Regions from separate parts of the Mus musculus genome. Here region 1 is linked to region 2. The links are chromatin contacts, called in public promoter capture Hi-C maps. All regions are on one chromosome and are shown on one strand. The core of a region is the stretch at or near the end of the contact, and the rest is flanking DNA. Distances in the headings are between cores, read along the strand shown.

Region 1 (6,966 bases), core at 3,336-5,835, 640 kb after region 2:
CTCCAGGCCAGTATGAGGAAAAAAAAACTTGAAGTATTTTTTTCAATAATCCCCCCAAATGAATTTCAGAAGTGCCCTTGTATTTAGGGGTTTATTTTTTTAACAGGATTTTATATGTGTTTCCAGCACTGATTATGCTTATAATCCATTAGGCCAGAATCGTTTTTTTTAGCCTTTCATACCCTGTGATTGTGTAATTGAATCATTAGCTCTCAGAAGTTTCCCCAAGGCAAGTGGAAACAGCTCTTAGGCATTAGGTGATTTAGGACCGCTGGGAGAGTCTGAAACTTGGAGGTTGAAGGCACGTGATGACTTTAAAAGCAGCTACCTTATTAATATTGAAATTAAGACAATCACCCTTATCTTTGGCAGTCTCCTTTGCTGTTTTGTGTGGTTTTAACATGTCTTGTAGCTGTGATTTTTGAACCTGAAAACAGCATTCCTAGTGGATGCCTTTATTTCTCCAACTCTACATGCAGCTATTAAAATACTTACACTTGGCAGAGTGACTGGAGATAGTATAAATTCATCCCGTTCCTTGGGTCTGTGGGAATGGAGCTAAGGCCATCTCCTCAATCCTTGGAAAGAGACTCAGCCAATGTGGCCATGGGTGGGAACTTCTGTCCAGAGCTCAGTGAAGAAGTTAATTGTCTGAATGCATGGGCCTCTCAGAGCTTTAAAATATCTAACACATTTTTTAAATATGGAGCTCTAAGGACCAAGAGGGAAAAAGAAACTTCTGAAAGTGATGAACTACTTTCAAAAATGTTGCGTATTTATGGGACTGAAAGATTATTTTTGTAGATACAGTGTGTGTGAGCAGTGCTTCGAGCATTTAAAAATCACATTTTACTCCTAGGGAGATATAAATAAAAAGAACTCTCTTGTCTCCACTGAGTCTTCATCCATTTGTGTTTTTCAAGCTTGTGCTGCCTCTAGAAGCTGTTTTTATTTATTATAAAACTTTGCTCTCCTCGACATCTGTAGATGAAGGAAACAACACCAGTTCTGGTCTCTGAAACCTCCATGTTCTGTTCTCCATTTCTGTCCACCTCCTTCTAACACAAATAGTGATGTTTAAAATGAGGATATCATCTGTGATGTCTAAAATCATCATTTTAAAACCAGACCAACTCATTAAAAATCAATAAATTTTATTTCTTTCAATATTATCAATTTATTTGACATTTTTTTATTTATTAATCAATGGGTGCCTGGGTAGAGAAAAACTCACTGGAACATTTGGGGCCTACAGAGGGTCCATTGTAAATATCTTCGCTAGGAAGTTCTTGAAATTAGAGAAAGCCACATCCATATTTGGCAATCAATAAAGAAACGCTTCAAGCATCCCGTGTGGTATGCAGTAATTGACAACTGAAACTGCTATTATATACCCTAGCAACTAAACACAAGTTTTAGGAATCAGGAACTTTTTTTTCCTGATTCAGTCCTCTTTGCCACTCAGGGAAACGGGCCACAGAGAAAGTGGGGCTCCTTGTAGCCACTACTATAATCTAGTGCAAGCTAACTTCCTGATGTGCAAGTTAGTTGAACAGACTTCTAAAAGCTTACACAACTGTAATCTCTCCTGGTAGGAGGGCTTCTTGAGGGCTCTAGGAGAAACACAGGGCCTTCGAGTTGGTAATTACTTTCGTTTTCTCTGGTCCAGCTTGTCTTGTTTCACATCTTACTGCCAACTACAGAGGCCAACTTCGTTATTAGAGGGTGGGTGGGGAGGGTACAGGCAGAGAGAGAGAAATACAGATGCAGAATGCGGTTCAATTTATGAAGGATAAACCCCTGGAAAGGGAAGCACATCACCCTTCAGTCACTTAGGGAAAGACCTCTGTCTTAATACCTTAGCTATTTTGTACACAAGACATGTTGGGGGGCGGACAACCAACCAGCCAGCCAAACAAACAAACAAAAAAGTGGCCTTAGTTCCCCCCCCCAACCACCGTTCTCTCGGTCCCCTCGTTTCTTTTTCTTTCTTTTCTTTCTTTTCCTTCCTCCCCCCCCTTCCTTCCCTCCCCCCCCTCTCTGTAGGTTCTAGTCTCCAAGGCCACACTTCATCTCACAGGTCCATTTCTCAGGTTTCCTATATTGGATAGAGGGAATTGCCTCGAGGTTTTTCCTTTCATCTGCAGGTCGCACGTCAGTTTCGCTGAGCCTAAGAGAAATGGGGTTTGCTGAAGATTAAAACTGCGCTCAAATGCTCTCTGGTGGTATTTGGATTGATGGCTAAATGAGGAACAGATGAAGGCTTTGTTATTTATATGTGTGCCTTTTATATTCGGGATTGCGGGAGGAGGAGAGCTGGGGGTAAGTGGCTGAGGCCCTGGAAGTGAGGCCCGCGGGGAGCCCGGAAGGCCGAGGAAGTTCGGGGAAAGGCTTTGCCTTCAGTTAGATCTAGGCTGAGAGACGCTCAGAAATTTGGCACGGTATTAGCGATTGGGGTAGGAACCAAGATCCCAAGATCGGCAGATTGACTCATGATTCAAGAGGTGAAAAAGACGTTAGGACAGAGGCGAAAGGTCAAACAATAACACGCGGCCACAGGCTTCCTTGCATCAGGTCCCTTGGCTCCGCTGTCTGGGTCAGTTGCTACAACCTCTGGCTTTCGGAGACTGTCCGTAGCTCCTTGGCAGCGGGCCGTGACCGCGAGCACTGGCGACCCCAAGCCCGCCCCACCGCCCTTCACTGTTGATCTTGACCGTGCGGCGGCGCCTCGTCAGGCGTGGAGCACGCTCGCCATCTCCTGGGCGTTTGGCGACATTGGCAGAGCTTGCCATTCTGCTCCTCAGCTCCCCCCCCCCCCCAGCCCCCAACATCCCAGACAAGCCTCCCTTCCTCCTCCCACCTTCCCTCATGGTCTCCAGCCTTCAGCATCAGCCACCAGCTTTCTCAAAAAGAACTTTGCCTACCAGACCTTGAAAGTTATAGACTTGGAGGAATGAAGTGGGTCGATTAAGGGGGGGAAAAAACCTGGAAAAAAAATCTAGCTGTCCTTTTCATTCCTGATTCACACTTATGTATTTGGTCCTGAGAAGCAAACATAATTATAAGGCAGCCATAGTCTAAGGATGCACCCTTAGGCCTGTAACTACCTAGGAATCTCTGTGCAGGAGGCAGGGGCTCTGAGAGTGCTGGAACTATTAGAACTGAAAATTCAGGCCAGAGGATGCTCCAGTAGAAAGGAGAGAATTCTTCAAAATGAAAGCTATCGAATACCTAATCTAAGGCTTCTAAAAACCGACTTAAAACTTCTGCCTCCTCCCACCTACCAGAAAAGAAAGTATGGAGTCCCAATTCCTGAAAAGGAGGAAACTCTAGTAATGCCCCAGGATCCTTAGACTTCCCCCACCCCCACCCTCCTCCCGCCCCAGAGCTGGAGGAAGAGGACGATTGCGTCCTGAGAGCCGCCCAATTGGTCGCCGTAACTCACACAATAAAGTCCCAGCGAGGTGGTCAGCCTTGCCCTCCGGCGGCGCCTGTGTGGTCTCCTTGCCAGAGCTGGGGGCCTAACCAGTTCCAGCTTGGCTCATGGACCATGGGTCCTGCTTTAGGCTAGCGCGGGCTCCCACAACACAGTCTCTTGAGGAGAAAAGCCTTATTCCCTCTGGACCATCCAGAAGGCCCTGCCTCAGGGGTTAAGCACACTTACTACACACACGGAGCGTTGCCTGTTTTGCCCAGACAGTGAACCCGCAGCGGCCCGCGTGCCTGGAGGCACCGACAAAAGAGACTCAGCTAGCTGATTGTTCCTGTGCGACTGTGCCTCCTCAGCCAGGTGGCTCGGACTTTTCTGCCCCTCCAACTCTCAGTTGGACGGCTAGGAGCTTGGCTAGTAGGGAATAGTCACCAAGATGACCCCAGGAGAGAAAAGAAATGTAATTTTTCACAAGATTGGCTCCTCGGACTGCGGAATTGCCTGAGGGGACTGGATAACAACGCTATGAGCACAGTTCCTGGGAACAAATGTCAGGAACAGCGTGAAGATTCCTTAGGTACCACACTTGAGCAGTTTGTGCCGCCTTTCACCTTTGTTTGGTCAACCTCTTGTATTGTCTGTGACCTGGGGCTACAGGGTCAAGTGAATGGGTCCTTGCTGCCAAGTGCCTTTGGCAGAGACCACTTTAGAGGCCCTTTCTATAAAAAAGGATTGGTTGCTCAGATCCAGGAGCAGTCCGTGCCACTGCCAGCTCTTCTCCAGTCAAGCCCAGGTACCCTTATTGGAAAACGTCTGAATTGCAACTTAAAGTTTGTAGACGCAAAGCCCGGCCCAGGCAGCCTGCGAAATAAGGGCTGGGAAGACTAACCCAGAGCAGGAAAACTCCCAAGAGACACTTGGGCAAAGGCACCCTCATCCCAATGTCACCGGCTCCTGAAAGAGGTCTGGAAACTTTCAAGGGCTTCGCCCTCCCTCAACAGGCTTTGGCTCTGCTAGCAGCCTCGTCCTTCGCCGTCGAACATTGAGTGTTATCATAATACCCTGAAAGGGGGTGGGGGTGGGGACGGGTCGGGGGATGTAGGCGGTGCTGAAATGACCGGCTTTGAAGAACCTGCAGGCAAAGTTTTGTCCAATCCTCTGAGCCCGTCCTCCTATTCCGGGTTGTAACTAAATACTGTTGCGAGCACAGCCGAGGCCCTTTGTTGGAGATGTGTGAGCGCAGTCTCTACAGAGCTGGCTATGTGGGCTCGCTTCTGAATTTACAGTCACCGGACTCTTTCTACTTTTCCAACCTGAGAGCCAATGGCAGCCAGTTGGCCGCGCTTCCCCCCATCTCATACCCTCGCAGCGCGCTGCCCTGGGCTACTACGCCCGCCTCATGCACCCCTGCGCAGCCTGCCACCGCCTCTGCCTTTGGAGGCTTCTCTCAGCCTTACTTGACCGGCTCTGGGCCAATTGGCCTGCAGTCTCCAGGCGCCAAGGACGGACCCGAAGACCAGGTCAAGTTCTATACGCCTGATGCGCCCACCGCATCTGAGGAACGCAGCCGGACTAGGCCGCCCTTCGCCCCCGAGTCTAGTCTGGTTCATTCGGCTCTCAAAGGCACCAAGTATGACTACGCGGGTGTGGGCCGGACCGCTCCAGGCTCTGCGACCCTGCTCCAGGGGGCCCCCTGTGCCTCCAGCTTCAAGGAAGACACCAAAGGCCCGCTCAACTTGAACATGGCAGTGCAAGTGGCCGGGGTGGCCTCTTGCCTGCGATCTTCACTGCCCGACGGTAAACAGTGCCCATGCTCCCCCAAGCCAGTTTAGGCAGGGACGGGAGGTGGGGTGTCAGGGACAGTTGGACAGGGAGGAGACCCGCCAGCAGTGGTGAACGTCTGTGGGGCGGGCAGTTGATCTGAGCGAGCTGACATGGGTCGGGGCTCTGTTGCAGGCCTGCCGTGGGGGGCGGCCCCGGGGAGGGCCCGCAAGAAGAGGAAACCCTACACAAAGCAGCAGATTGCGGAGCTGGAGAACGAATTCCTGGTCAATGAATTCATCAACCGGCAGAAGCGTAAGGAATTGTCTAACAGGCTGAACCTCAGCGACCAGCAGGTCAAAATCTGGTTCCAGAACCGGCGTATGAAGAAGAAGCGGGTAGTGCAGCGCGAGCAAGCACTGGCCCTCTATTAGCTGCCCACGGGGGCCTGAGGCCTTGCCAAGCCTGCCCTTTTGGACCAAGGCCTGGCTGTGGAGGAGGTGTTGGGGCTGCAGATTTCCCTCCCACTCCTCTGGTCCTGGGCGCCCTTCGGCTCAGTCTGTAGCTGAGGAACCAGGAGGAGATTTGGAGATGAGGCCAGTGGAGCCCCCTTCGCTTTCAGCTCTCTTTGGGACCCTCCTGAGAGGTGTTTGGGAATTGCAATCTAACACTGGCTTTAAACATTCAGCATGGTGTCTGGGGGTCACCTGTCCTTGTCTATGATGTTTACATCCGGGGCTCACTATTGAAACACTGTATGAGGGTTTGTTTTTTCCGGTTTTCAACGTGTTCTTTTTCTTTTTCTTTCTCTATCCAGCTCTTTCTGCATGAAACAGGAGCCTAGCTAGAGCTCCGGGTATAAGTGCAGGTAGAAAGGCCCTGAGACCCCGCTGCAGTGCAAGGGGCTGGGGATAACTCTAGCCCCTTCGCAGCAGAAGCCCTTTGTGACAAAGCTGGGCTCTCCACTCTGCAGGAAGGAAAGGGCCTGATTCCACAACCCCCATCTGCCCTGAATGATTTGGGAGGACAAAAGCTACCCTAGACCTTCAGACTTGTGGGGGGGGGGGGAGGAAAGGATACCCTGGAACCTCAGCGCTTCAAAGGTTCTCCTGCTGAGTAAAACAGGCTGGAAGATCTCCTTCTCAGAGACAGGGAGAGAAACTGGGACTCCAAAACAAAGTATGGTCTCTAGACTGTCATAATTCCCCTGCTCCAGCCTCACCTATCCCTGAGCCAAGGCCAAGCACTCTGTAACTAGATCCCCAGAACTGAGCTATGGGTGAGGGGAGCTGCTGGCCTGTTTTGAGGCTTGGCTGCACAGGGAAGAAAGAAGAGTAAGCGAGGCGGAGGAGGATCTGCACTCTGTAACCACGACTCTCCTCTTGAATGAATGAAGTTATCCATATGTCTGTCTTTCTTGAATTTCCTTAATGTATCACCACAGGAAGAGACCCCCCCCCCAAAAAAAATGCCTCCTTGAGGAGTCTGAAGGGTGGGAGAAGAAACCTCTCAGATTCTCAGACTGTAGTTGCTGCTCTTGAAGGACAGAAAACCAGCACTTCTTCCCCATCCTCTCCACCACCCACCAACTCCATCAGAACTTAGCTAGGGTGTCTCTTCTCAGAGACTGGTGGTCAGCTCTTGTAAAGCTTTTAAGGCCCCAAGCCCTGCCAGGTTTACCTTGAGAAACCTAGGTTTTCTGAATTGTGAATGAAGTTGCTCTACGCCTGTTATAGAATCTGTCCAGCCTCATTCCCAGTGAATTCAACTCCGCC
Region 2 (7,311 bases), core at 1,599-4,098:
TATGCCACATGTGTGTGGGTAGCTGTAGAGGTCAGAAGGCACTGGGTCCCCTGTGGATCTGGAGTAGTTGTAAGCTTCGCTTCAAGGGTGTCGGGTATCTAACTTGGTTCTTCTGCAAGAACAGTAAGGCTCCTAATTACAGAACTTCCTTTCAGCTCTTTGGTTTTCTATCCCTCCCTTCCTCCCCTCATTTTTCCTCCCTTCAGTTCCGTTTCTCTCTCTCTCTCTCTCTCTCTCTCTCTCTCTCTCTCTCTCTCTCTCTCTCTCTCTCTGACAGGGTCTTCCTATGTAGCCCTCAGTGGTCTGAAACATTCTATGCAGAACAAGTTGGGTTTCAAACTCATAAAGTCCCATTGCTCTGTTTCTTGAGTGTTGGGATTATAAATATGATCTACCATACCGAGCCTTGTTTTTCAAATATTTAATCATATTTTATTATTTCATGAAGCCTGTTAAATACTGCATTTTTTTTCTTGAAGCCTTCACAGTTTGCTGTGCTCTAATTTTTCATCAATTGTCAAGAATAGCGACAGTGGGTATGAGACTTATGCAGTGGAGAAGAGTTTCCGAGGAAGCGAGCTGAGATGTTATACGTGAAAGGGTTTAATGTGTGCTTGGTCCGAGAGGGTAATAAATGCTATAAGTAAAAGAATTTTAAAAGAGACTAAACAGGATGTGCTCTGGTCCATAAAGTAGAAGATCGAGGGCTTGACCTTGGATCGCAAGGTCAAGTGCACCCAGTGAGTCCAAGGGTAGCACTCTTTATTCTATGGTGTAGCTCCCCTGCCTCCTACCATCAGTTGTTTAAGACAGTAATGACAATAAATGTTGAAAATTCATCTGGAGAGAGACTGAAACCACTTCAGATTCTATAAATATGAGGTATGTTTAGGGACTGGAGTGGCTCTGGACAATCTTGCATCTTAGGGGGGAAGGTAGACAACTGGATTGAGAATCACGGGGTTTCTCTTTCCACTGTCCAGTGTGACAGGAAACTCAACCAAGTGAAAAACCTGTCTTCTTGTTGGAGGTTGAACAGATATTCCCGTCTCTTCCTTTCCTTAGGGAAAAATAAACCCCACGCTTTTAAGAGGTAAAGATGTAGCTAAGATGGGAAGAACTACCCCCCCCCCAAGATACAGTAAAAACAAAAAGATCAAATGATTCTGATAATTATTTCTCATTGAGACCATTCATCATGGACCAAGGAGCCACTAAACAGGAGAACAGAAAAAGCGATTCTATCCCACACGAATGTTTAGTGTTTACCTCTGTCGCTGCATTAATCATGTCCTATGCTTCACGCTAAAGTTATATTTTAAAATCCCTAATGATAACATTGATGCCTTGTCCTTTGTTGTGAGTAGAAAGACTTAATTTGATGAATAGAAGTTAAGAAAATGTTTAATCTTCCATTATGGTATCATGATTGAGATTCATCCATCTGCTCCACAATAATAATAATTTATCACGAACGCGCATGCGCATGGCGCGAAGGCGGCCGAGAACAGAAAACAAGTTCCCTGGAACTCAAAGCTCGTGCCCTTGTCCTCTTTGAATCAGTCCTACGGCCGCTACAGATTTTCTTCTACAGTTTTCAACATTTTCTCCAATTCTTCTAGGTGGGACTGGGAAATAGAAGGGACAGAAATGTTTAAGTATTTCGTTTCCCCTCATTTCTTCCTGTTTGGCAGCCCCGTAGCAGCGCATGTCTTCCTTCCACTGCCATTTTTTTTTTACTTTGACAAAAAAAAAAAAAAAAAAAAAAAAAAAAAAAAAAAAAAGAAAGAAAGAAAGAAAGAAAAGAAAAGAAAGAAAGAAAATATGTATTTCCCCACACCTATGGGTTTGAATTAGCGGTACATTTTTTGGAGTCTGAATTAGCGGTACGTTTTTTGGCTTACTACAAAGATGTAAGTACATGGTTGGGATAACCTGGGGCAACAAATAAGACTTTCATTATGCAAAACCGTCTTCAGGTTTTCTATGTATTTTAACCTAGAGATGTTAAAATATGGATAGGTGAGAGACCAGACAGCTCTGCTGTCTTTAGCGTCCACTGGAGAAAGATCTCGCCCTAAGCTGAGTTGAGAAGTAAGAAATCCAATGGAAACACAAGGCAGTTGTCAACGTTCTGGATGGAGGACCCGGCAGCAGCTGTGTACTCTGGCTGCTGCGAGTAGACCGAGATGAGTCACGGTGTCTTTTTGGACAGAGGAGATTCCCAGAAGGAGTAAGATGTATTGGCAGAAAAGAAATTCTGTTCAGGCACAGACGATTTTGTGTGAGAAGGGAATGACTTCCAATTCTGTGTCTAAGTGGCACAGGTTATAGAACTGCAAATGTTAGCGGTTACAAAGGAGTTTATATAGAAAAGTTATTTGAGCTGGGTGTGGTGGTGTACGCCTTTAATCACAGCATTCAGGAGGCATAGGCTGGTGGATGTCTGTGAGTTCAAGGCCAATCTGGACCATACAGTGAATTTTAGGCTAGCCAGGACTGCATAGTAAGATCCTGTCTCAAAAGAAAACTTGTTTAGTGGGGAATCTTGCCTGCTGGCTCTATTGTGAGCACTGTGAAAAAGTGCATGTAGATGAGAAGTGCAGTGATTTAAAACAAAACAAAACAAAACAAAACTTCACTTGCCATGTTAATGTTTATTACATTTTTTTTGGCCCGATCTCTTGTATTCCAAGTTGCTATAGATTTTCTTCTCGCTTCCCAAACACTATTTTTATGATTTAGTATCCTTTTCTTGTGCATTTAAATTCTTGTCCTGAGGACATGCTCATTTGTGTATAGTTGGACTTCCATGCCTATGACATCACCCAGGGCACACAGAGCCTCCAGCAAACTTGTTTCTCCTCAGCATTGTTTCCCGTCTCTCTCCCTGTTGGTTCATGCAGCTCAGACTGCTATTACTGCTCCATGGTTACAATAGGAACATACCATAGTTTATCATTTGTCTGTCTCCCTACTGTGAACGTTCAAGTTCTTTCCCAACATTTGGCTGTTGAAGTCTCTCTGAGGGGTCCTCTAGTGTCTCACCCTGAGCATCTGTTTTAGGTTCTGTACGAAGGTATGTTTTTTGGATGAAAAAGGTGTAAGTTATAAGGCGTATACATATTTGAGTTTTCTAGGCAGTACCAAATCACTTTCCTAAATGTTTGAGCTACTTTATAATCCTACCCACATCCGATTTCCTTTTTGGCCAGACCTCTGGATCTTTACATTCTTCTAAATTGATATGGTTCTCTAAAGATTTTAATACCAGCAGATTAAGTAGGACCTCTGTCTAAGCTCTCAGCTTGTGAGTGTTGATCTTCTTGGAATTTCTGGTGATGGAATAGTGACTGTAGATTTTCAATTCTAGATCAGTCTTGGGAATTTACCACACAACACAGTGGAAGTATATAATTCCTGCCATACTAGGGAAGAAATGGAATGTGCTATAAAATCTATGCAGGGCAGAATATGTTTTTGTTGGGCCACTGGACTTCTGCTTAGGGATGTGGGGAGCAGAGATTATGTCTGGGCAATACAATGTGCCCTGTCGTCTTCTCTACCAGTCCTGGGTTTCTGTGACCTTAACCATGGCACAGAGAGAAATTCAATGATCCTGAAGACTCAAAATAAATCCCAAGAAGCAAAAACACAAATGCAGACATTTCTGTATTCATTCTTCCCAGGACAGAGAGAAATAGTCTGTGTAACAGCACACTGTAGCAAGATGAATGCTGATATGTTATAGTTAGCTTGAGAAAAGGACTTGACCTTGGGAATGGTGGGCCTTGAAGCTTGGACCAGTATTTTCTTTCACCTACAAAGCAATTTGAAACAATTTAGTCTCTAGCATTAGCATCTAATAATATAGACTTTTGCTAGAAATCTGAAGTCACACAGAGAATAAAGAAGCCACAGAGCACAAGAGTAAAGTCAGCCCATCAGCAGAGCTGTCAGTGGAGGAGAGCAGCAGTCTCATGCCCTGTGGCTCATTCTCAGCAGCTCCGTTGGTGATAACTTCCAAGAGAGTTCTTCCTTCCTTGAGCTTCCATAGGGAACCTGAGAGCTGAATTGAATGTTGTTAAATGAAAATGACTAAGACTTTGTGGTCAGAGAGACTCCTGAGTTCCATTTTATAGTAACTCTCTGAAAAGACAAACAGTGGACACATTATCTCCACATGAACGTTACTTTTCAGAGGTGTGTGCATGTGTGGGGTGTGGGGTGCTGTGGGGTGCTGTGAGGGTGGAGTCCAAGTGTGTGCATGCATGTAGAGGCCAGAGGTTGACCTCCTCCTTTGAGAAAGGGTCTCTTATCAGTGTGGAACTCCTCAGCACTGGGTTACAAATGCAAGCTACCATGCCTGGCATCTATCTATCTATCTATCTATCTATCTATCTATCTATCTATCTATCTATTTATCTATCTATCACCTATCTATTTATTATCTATCTATCTATCTATCTATCTATCTATCTATCTATCTATCACCTACTTATTATCTATTTATTATCTATCTATCCATCTACCTATCTATCACCTATCTATTTATTATCTATCTATCTACCACCTATTTATTATCTATCTATCTATCTATCTATCTATCTATCTATCTATCACCTACTTATTATCTATTTATTATCTATCTATCCATCTACCTATCTATCACCTATCTATTATCTATCTACCACCTATTTATTATCTATCTATCTATCTATCTATCTATCTATCTATCTATCTATCTATCTACCACCTATTTATTATCTATTTATTATCTGTCTATCTATCTATCTATCTATCTATCTATCTATCTATCTATCTATCTATCCATCTATCTATCCATTCATTCATTTAGTGAGTTTTGGGAACCAAGTTCACTTTCTCATGCTTAGGACACAAGCATTTTACTGAGGAGATCCCAAAACATACTTTGAAACACCTTTTCTAGATAGGCTTAGCTGAGAGACAAGGTTCTATAGGCTCAGCTTCTAGGATCAGACATGGAGACAAGGTGGCTACTGAGTCTTAAAATCGAGGGACAGTGGCTCATGGAGCCTTGTTCTGGGCATTTAATTTCTTCACAAAGTCAATTTTTTGCTTTCCCTATTTCCAACTGTAGCACTCTTTTACAACTAAGACTTATCTAAGTAAGAGTCAATGCTCAGCGTATATGCATATGTCAGCACCTGTATGCAAATGAACTCCTTAAGGACTCATGGCATTCACTTTGCTTTGTCAATGGGGAAACTAAGGCTAGGAAAATTAGGCTAAGGGCAAATATGGGATTTGAAACTGTGCTAAAGCTTTGTGTTTGGTATCATGCCCCCTCTTAACACTGTTTACAGTCTCTTTCTAGCTTTTATACAAATAAAAGCACACATCTGGACTCCCTTTCCAGTCACCATTCCCACTCGGTTGAGCTATTTTCTATTTTACTAAACCAATTCATCAAATAGAAAAATTAGGTTTTGAAAAAAGGTTGTCATATCCTGTTTATTTTAACCCACAAAAATATCATTTTAGCCATGTTCTTTTGATGTAAACATAAAAATACTGAAAGCGTAAATAAGCTATCAGGGCCAACGAAATAGTAATTATTTTGACATTAAACAAGATATCCATCTGCTTTCCCAAGTAAATAACCTCTGCCGGCATCTGAAAGACAGCAAGATGGGGAGGCGCTGGGAGCACTAATGTATGCACTCCGTGGGGATAAAAGAAGCAAAAGCTGGTGGATCAAAGGGGTTCAGAGCAATGAGTAATGTAACACTCATCTCAGATTAAACAGCCATCTCCATGATGCGATGCAGAGTGTGGTCCATTCTGCTCTCTTCAGCAGCTGGAAGAAGAGAAGCAGTTTTTCTAAGGTGAAAGCATTAGGGAGGAGGGAGGCAGAGACAACCCCAACCTAGAGCAGTTTGCAGAAGAAAGAAAAGAAAGCACAGAGATCGTCATCTTGTGTTCTGCCTCGTCCTCTGCTCCAGGGAAGGGCCCTTCACCGTATCCCATCTTAGGTGTGCTTGCTATGAGGTGGGCACAAGAACATCAGATTCTTACTGAAGCACTCTAGAGCATATGAATAATTTCCAACATGAGTCCCCAAAACGAATAGAGATTAAACTTCAACTTCAATTAGAAGCAATTGAAAAAAATTTGGCACTTATCCATTTATTTCCCAGACTTTATAGCCTTATCGGAAGCACCTGGGAGTGTGTGAGTGGGCAGCCTGGAGTCCTGGTCCTGAAGCTCTGATTTGGTAGGTGTGTGGAGGAGGAAAAGTCGCCTTTAAATCAGTTCCCCAGGTAACATGAGGGCTGCTGTCTCAAGGGAGGCCACAGTCCTCACCAGCAACCCAGAACAGAGATTCTGTGCTGACTCCAATGTACAGGCCACGGAAATGAAACGGTTTGTTCAAGGTCATGTAGCCGCTGACAAGCAGCAGTCAAGTCGCCTGGCAGTTTGGTTCCAAGTAGGGACTGGCAAACGTTTTCTTGCGAGGTCAAACAGTAAACCTCCTGGGTTGTGGAACACAGGCAGAGTCTGTTCCAACTGCTCAGCTATGCCGCTGAAGAGCAAAAGTAGCAGTAGCAGTCCTTAAGTAACTGAGTGCTGTTGTGTTTCAATAAATCTTTATTTATAGGAGCAGGTGCCTGGCTGAGCCCTGTTCTGCAGCAGGGCATCTTAAACCTGTTTCACTCATGTCTGCTCTCCCAAGAGATTTTTACTTGATCCTGACTATATAAAGATATATATATATATAAAGATACTATATATAGATATATAAAATAGGTATACACTTCAAATATTTAATGCCAATACATCATAAAGAAGTCTTACTTAGAACAAGTCTCTGCTATAGACGATTGTCACCATTAACTAAAGATGGCAATGAGGTGGAGGTATTTGCTTATTTTCACAAAGGTGTGAAATCTTGGCTGAGTATTTGCTACTGCAAGATAAAGTGCATCTTCAGGGGATGTTTGAAAGAAGGGTCCAGAAAGATTTTGCTGAAGGGACCCTGTTACAGCTGTCTCGTATGAGGCTATGCCAGTGCCTGGCAAATACAGAAGTGGGTGCTCACAGTCATCTATAGGATAGAACACAGGGCCCCCAATGGAGAAGCTAGAGAAAGCACCCAAGGAGCTGAAGGGGTCTGCAACCCTATAGGTGGAACAACAATATGAACTAACCAGTAACTCCAGAGCTCGTGTCTCTAGCTGCATATGTAGCAGAAGATGGCCTAGTTGGCCATCACTGGGAAGAGAGGCCCCGTGGTATTGCAAACTTTATATGCCCCAGTACAGGGGA

What was found. Promoter capture Hi-C pulls out the DNA fragments that hold promoters and counts their contacts.
Region 1: a promoter capture Hi-C map of trophoblast stem cells shows a contact between it and region 2, with 9 times the contacts expected there. The contact joins the promoter of Hoxd12 here to the enhancer-like site in region 2. A contact is called at or near these places in 18 of 39 promoter capture datasets (3T3-L1-derived adipocytes, the C10 cell line, the HPC-7 cell line and 11 more), 3 of 15 datasets of contacts at CTCF or cohesin (hippocampal excitatory neurons, pro-B cells and stem cell-derived epiblast-like cells), 12 of 484 Hi-C or Micro-C datasets (the N1E-115 cell line, cerebellar granule neurons, cerebellum and 6 more), 17 of 115 datasets of contacts at active chromatin or transcription factors (astrocytes, bone marrow-derived macrophages, craniofacial prominence and 11 more) and 3 of 9 other capture datasets (adipose tissue, liver and pancreatic islet).

Annotation. Positions count from the first base shown.
Region 1 is chr2:74,670,428-74,677,393 of GRCm38.p6, forward strand. Hoxd12 (homeobox D12) reads left to right here and starts at 4,586. Exons shown (of 2, transcript NM_008274.3): 1 at 4,586-5,227; 2 at 5,387-6,966. The coding sequence starts at 4,660. The coding sequence ends at 5,625. Hoxd13 (homeobox D13) reads left to right here. Exons shown (of 2, transcript NM_008275.4): 2 at 1-1,176.
Region 2 is chr2:74,034,058-74,041,368 of GRCm38.p6, forward strand. No RefSeq gene overlaps it. Among named protein-coding and RNA genes, the nearest start is that of Gm31472, 59 kb to the left of the region's middle. Within about 2 kb of position 2,849, at least 2 of the 459 cell types and tissues checked have an H3K27ac peak or open chromatin away from gene starts, as enhancers often do. A contact at or near this core is called in trophoblast stem cells, where this site is marked.